2 separate regions of the Pan troglodytes genome follow, and region 2 is linked to region 1. The links are chromatin contacts, called in public Hi-C maps. All regions are on one chromosome and are shown on one strand. Each heading gives the region's core, a stretch centred on a gene start, on an enhancer-like site or on the middle of the called end of the contact. The rest is flanking DNA. Distances are from core to core; before and after follow the strand shown. Region 1 has its middle 25 kb from the start of BOD1L2. Region 2 holds the start of ONECUT2 (one cut homeobox 2).

Evidence for each region. Hi-C and Micro-C count contacts between places; a contact is called where the count stands out from the background.
Region 2: a contact with region 1 is called in a Hi-C map of induced pluripotent stem cells, with 2.8 times the contacts expected there. The contact joins the promoter of ONECUT2 here to the enhancer-like site in region 1. A contact is called at or near these places in 1 of 7 Hi-C or Micro-C datasets (induced pluripotent stem cells) and 1 of 1 datasets of contacts at active chromatin or transcription factors (stem cell-derived excitatory neurons).

The regions. Positions count from the first base shown.
Region 1 is chr17:67,180,280-67,183,325 of NHGRI_mPanTro3-v2.0_pri, reverse strand. No RefSeq gene overlaps it. Among named protein-coding and RNA genes, the nearest start is that of BOD1L2, 25 kb to the left of the region's middle. Within about 2 kb of position 1,470, at least 3 of the 24 cell types and tissues checked have an H3K27ac peak or open chromatin away from gene starts, as enhancers often do. A contact at or near this core is called in induced pluripotent stem cells, where this site is marked.
Region 2 is chr17:67,499,200-67,502,245 of NHGRI_mPanTro3-v2.0_pri, reverse strand. ONECUT2 (one cut homeobox 2) reads right to left here and starts at 1,638. Exons shown (of 2, transcript XM_009434127.5): 1 at 59-1,638. The coding sequence starts at 1,286.

The DNA.
Region 1 (3,046 bases), core at 221-2,720:
AATGGGGTACAAATGTGATATTGGCCCTGGACTTTGGCCCCAGTGGCCGGCACACAAACAGCACATGTGGCCTGCAGCCCAGGTTTGCTTGACATAGGGAGCAAACCCAAGACCCTGCCTCTTCCCAAACCTTTGAAAAACCTGCAGGCTCCATGAAAAGAAGGCTGGAAAATTGGGGGAGTGGCAAAGAGACATACCATCTGCCGGAGGAAAAACCGTCTGCCCTGTGATATTGACATCCCAAGACTGCAGCTCCTATAGAGGTGAAGTCCAAATGTAAACCGCAGGCTAAAGTATCTATACAAACCATTCACAAACAAATGAGCCCCTGGTGCTTCCAGCAGAAGCAAATGTAAAACCTCTCTGTAAATTTCCACCACCCAGGGGAAGGGGACACCCACAGGAAGAAAGACCTCCGATGAGAAGTCAAAAGTGTAAGATGATAGGAAGATAGGACCCACTCCGAGGAAGGCAATGGACTGCACTCCTGGCTGATTTTTCTTCAGCACACTCATACTTGTTTGTTTTTCATTTGTCTTCCTTACTAGTATTTAAGCTCGAGTATTGGGATTCGGTTTTTCATTGCTCTATCCTCAAAGCCTAGAACAATGGCAGGTGCATACTAGGCATCCAATAAATATTGATTGGACTTTGATAAAAACAATAATACATATTGTTTATGGCTATGTCGTAGATAACATATGAAGCCTGGGTAGGAAAGGAGTCCAGTAGTATCAGGAGAGAGGCTCCCTCGGAGAGGAGAGAGAAGGCACAGGATGGGGTTGGGGATGCTGGAGCTCTCCGACTCTGTAACAGCTTTTATTTCTTTAAAAAATTACTGGAAGACTTTTGGCAACATATTAACGTTTGTTATATCTGGGTGGTGGTTCTATAGGAGCCCTACAGTATTCTTTGTCTGCTTTTCTGTGTGTTTGAAATATTTCAAAATTTAAAAGAAAAATACATACAGGTATTTGAGGAATGAAGGAGCTTCTAATCCAGTCATGGGGCCTGGGGGCTGCCCTGATCCCCCTATTGCATTTGGACCATGGCCCTGATTAAATCCAACAGCCCAAGGTACAGGGGGTGCCCGGTTTGCACTCAGACTTCTTGATTGCAGAGATGGGCAGTGGAGGAGAGAAGGCTCTGCGACGTGGCTTCCCTGGGACAATCCCCCAGGGGTGAACGACAGGCTCTTTGCTGGGTTGCGCTTCCGGGTGCAGCTAGGAAGAAGGGAGGTTGCTTCCACTCCTACTTTGGGATTGATGAAAACGATCACTCATAGACTTCTCTGCAAAACTGTAGGAACCCGACTAAAGGCGCCAGCTACCAAAGCATCTTGCAGCCAGTTCGGGATTTCTGTGGGTCTTTCACCCAGCTGGCTGGCAGGATCCTCTCACCGAGTGGAGCCCGGCCCCGATCCCGCCTCGGGAGGCCGGGGAAAGCGCACCCCCTACTGGGCTCCTTCCTGGGCCAGGGTCGCCGCGGGACCGGGGGCTGCGACCCGGCCGCTGACCGGGCTCAGGCCACGCTCAGCAACGCACGTGCACTCCCAGAAGCGCTGGAAGTGGGGGGCTGGGGGCTGCTTCTGCCCTGCCTCCCCTGAGTTTGCGGGCGGCGGTTAGGGCGTGGAAGGAGGTCCAGGAACCTCACGTTTTCTGGCTACACAAAGACCACTCCGCTTTCCCGAGCAGCTCAAGCCAGCAGAAAGCAGGAAGCCGCCGTCTCCTCTCTCTGGCCATTCCCACTGCCCCTCCCCAAAGTGGGCTGCAAGGAAAATGGAGCCCATCAGCTCTAGGGATCTCTCTGGGCCTTGATTGATTCTGTTTTTGCGCCTTACAAATGATCGCTGGCCTGCTGGTTAAGCAAGCCAAGTAAACCTTTGCTAAGTACTTAGGCAACTTAAGCACCTGGCCTGGGAGATACAGGCCTAGTCTAAGGAGCTCTGTCCAGTAGAAATCTAAAAAGCAAGCCACATATGCAATTTTAATTTTTCTAGTAGCCACATTAATAAACGTACAAAGAAATAAGTAGAATTAATTTTTCAATTAATAGACTTTACTTTATAAAAATCAGTTTTAGGTTTACAGAAAATTTGAACAGGAAGTTCAGAGTTCCCATATAGCACCCCTGCCATACATACTCAGGCCTGCGCACTCGCGTGCACACACATGCACACACACTTCACACTTCCCCTACTAGCATCTTCCATTAGTGTGGTACATTTATTACAATTGATGAACCGATGTTCATACATTGTTGTTAACTAAAGCCCATAGTTTACATTAGGGCTCACTGTGTTGTATACTTCTATGGACTTTAACAAATGTATAAATGACATGTGTTACCAATGTAGAATCATACAGAATAGTATCACTGCTTTAAAAATCCCTATGATCCACCTGTTCCTCCATCCTTGCCTCCCCTCCCCAACCCTCTGGTAACAACTGATCTTTTCACTGTCTCCATAGTTTTGCCTTTCCCAGAGTGTTAAATAAGCAGAATCTTACAATGTATAGTTTTTCAGTATGGTTTCTTTCACTTAGCAATATGCATTTAAAGTTCCTCCATATCTTTTCACAGCTTGAGAGCTCATTTCTTTTTTGCACTGAATAATATCCATTTTATGAATGCATTCGTTTTTTTTTAATTCATTCATCTACCAAAGGACATCTTGGCTGTGAAATTAATTTTTAATAATATATTTTATTCAATATAGCCAAAATACCATTTCAACATTCACTCAATATTTTTAAATGATCGCACTACTTTACATTCTTTTTTTTATACTAAGTCTTTAAAATCCACAGTGTGTATTTTATATTTATAGCACATCTCAACTTGACTTGCCACCTTTCAAGGGCTCAATAGCCCCAGGTGGCTACCATATTGGACACCATAGATCTAAAGAAAGAGAAAATATAGCTCCGACTTTGGCGAGTGTATAATTTTATCAGAAGAGATAGAATATCTACTATTCTTTCACACACACACACACCCCATGACTTGAGAATTGCATGCATCCCTTTCACACAAATACGAATAT
Region 2 (3,046 bases), core at 389-2,888, 320 kb before region 1:
GCACCGGACCCGGAGCCCTCTTCCCAGCAGCCTGGCCCCTGGCTAGCCCCGGCCTTACCTGCCAGGCGTAAGGCGGACATGCGCTGGAACTCGGGCTCCTGAAGCCACTTCCACATCCTGCGGAAGGTCTCCCTGCCAGATTTGAGTTTACTCCACGGTTTTGGATTCCGGAGCAGGTCGGAGAGAGTCCCCTGAGACCGGCACAGCACCCTCTGCGCGAAGATCGCCTGGGGGATACTGTAGCGCTTCAGCTCCGCTGTGATGCGCTGGGCCACCTCTTTGGTGTTGATTTCTTCCAGCTGGCCCGACGTGGCCACCTGCGAGCCCGATGAGGACGAGGGTGGCCGCTCGCGACTGGGTGCCAGCACCGGCCCGTGAGACTGAGTGTGGCCCGGGTGGTGCAGGCCGTTCAGGTGCGACATCATGGCCGCAGGTGGGGTGCCCAGGCCGCGGGACAGGTGTTGCTCACCGCGGGTCAGCATGGCAGTGTGGTGCGCGTCGAAGTTGGGGCTGAGCATTTTGTCGTGGCCCGGCGGACCGTAGTTGGGCAGACTCTGCTGCGCGTTGTGGAGGCCGCCTAGCCCGTTGCCCAGCGGCGTGGCGGCCAGCGGGGACAGGCTCTGGCTCATGCCGGGCATCTCCTTGTAGGGACTGTAGAGGTTGTTCATGGCCGGGAGCCCGCGCTCGTCGCGCATGAGGGTGAAGCTGCCGCTGACGTTGCCGGACAGGCGCTGGTGGTGGTGGTGGTGGTGGTGGTGCGGATGGTGGTGCGGGTGAGGGTGGTGGAACTTGTCAGACACGGTGGAGATGGGTGGCAGCGGCTGGAGCGGTGTCAGCGTGGTGTAGGTGTTGCTCATGCCCATGCCAGGCGGAGACGAGTCGCAGGACATGCTCATGGCGTGGTGCAGCGGGATGGAGAGCTCGGGCCGGTAGTCGCCGCCGTCCAGGATCGAGGCCATGCTGGTGACCATGGCCGAGCGCGACGCCGCCGCTGCCGCCGCTGCCGCCGTGCCCAGCTCCTGGTGCGCGGTTGGAGGCGGCGGAGGGCCCCGCAGCGAGCCAGCGGCGCCGCGGCCCGCGTGGTGGGGGCTGGGGCTGGCCAGCAGCTCCTGCTCATGGCCCGGGCCCCCGCCGCCGCCCCCGCCGCCCCCGCCGCCGCCCCCGCCACTGCCGCCGCCGGCCGGCCCGTGCAAAGTGCCCAGACTTTCCATTGTCAGCTCCGGGTTCATGGCGCAGCCTTCTAGGTCTTTGGTGAGGCATCGATAGGCGGTGTAGGCAGCCTTCATTCAGTCCATTGGGGCCCGGGGGCGACAGGGGCGGCGGGGGCGGCCGGCGGGCGGGCAAGGCGCGCGTGGCGGGGCTCGGCTGCGGGAGTGGGGGCGGGCGCGAGAGTGCGGGAGTGAGTGGAGGGGAGTGCGCGTGCGGGTGTGCGCCCCGGGCTGCGGGCGGGCTCGCCCGGGGTGGGGGCGGGGTGGGGGCGGACGGGGCGTGCGTGCGGGAGAGGGGAGGGGACGGGGAGGGAGGGAGGGATCACCGGGCCCCGCCGCTCGGGCCGGCTCGCAGCCTCGCCATGTCCGAGCCCGCTCCGGCGCCGACGTCTTCTGTTTGGGTGAGCGGGAGCTGTCCAGAAGGGCTCTGCCGCTCGCCGGGGCAGCCAACCTACCCTCCCGGACCTGGGGCGGGGCCACGCCCGACGGGCGCCACGCGCAACCACTCCGAGGCCGCAGCTGCCCCGGGAGGCGGGCCTTCCACGGGAAGCTACCAGTGGCTGTGGAGGGGGCGGGGCCGCGCTTTTCAGGTTTGGCTGACGGCTCGGTGCCTTTTTTACCTCCTTTGCTACTGGAATCAAACGTCAAGGAGAGGGAGGGAGGAGAAGGGGGGGGTCGCTGGGGAGAGGGAGGCTGGAGTGCGAGCGAGCGAGAGAGATTCGGTGAAAGATGCCGTGCTGTGTCCCCCCTGAGCAGCTGCGATCTGGGGGAAGGGGCATTGCTTCAATCGCCTTCGCCTCACCCCAAAGCTTTCCTGGAGGCGAGTAAGCCGGGAGCAAAAGACTCCGTTATGTGCCAGTGTAGACAAACACTCGTCACTAACAAGCCACTTCCCGAGAGTCCCTAGCTGGGAGCCAATAGTTTAGCCTTTTAAAATGCAGGCGCTAATGTATTCTAATGCATGGTAAATTCCCGAGGCCGGGACATGCATAATCTACGCGGTCAGAGCAACTGTAGCGCCCTCGCCGCCAGCGAGCTGCGGCCGGCCGGCGGCCCACGGGCGGCGCGGGCAGCAGTAATGCATGCAAAGTTAACACAATAACATCATTTAATTACCCGGTGAGCCCATAAATCTCAGTTATGAGGCTTCCGAAGAGCCCTGCTAGATTGCAAAACAAAACTAGAATTCCGGGAGCTGCCGTTTCAAGGTGACCAAGTGCTTTCTGCATCAGCGACTTGGAAAGAAGTGGGGAGAGTGTAGAACCGGTGAGGTGGAGGTGAGGAGGGTCGCTGGTGTCCCAAGTGAGCAAACTTCTCCTGGGGGCAGAGAGTAAGCAAACCAGCTGAGACGGCAACCACGGACCTTTCTCCTAACACGCGACACACACACGCGCGCGCACACACACACACACACACTCCCGCTTCTCTCGAATCCCGGGAGAGGAACGGCGGTGGGCAGACGACAAGGAATCCTGGCTGACATCTGCATATTCAAACCTTGTTTCTGAAAAGACCAGCGCCCCGGCCAGCCTGAGAAAGCTCACAAGCCAAGGCTTTAAAAACCGCACCTACGTCTTCCTAGAATTTCCGTTGTTTGGCAACCCCAGGTCTGGAGGTGGGAGTGGAACTGGGGGACAGAGAGTTGGAGATTTCTGCAGTCCGAGTGGGGGTGGAGGGGTAGTTGAAGACAGAGAGGCCAACACCCGGCATAAAGCCTTAAACGTAACAAGATTCTTCCAAAGCAGGTTGCGCTCTGTTTGCCTCCGAAGATTCAAGCTAGCTGAGGTTGCGCAGATGTTGCCTTTGTTTAAAGAGACAGTAATTAAGGACAGGGTGGA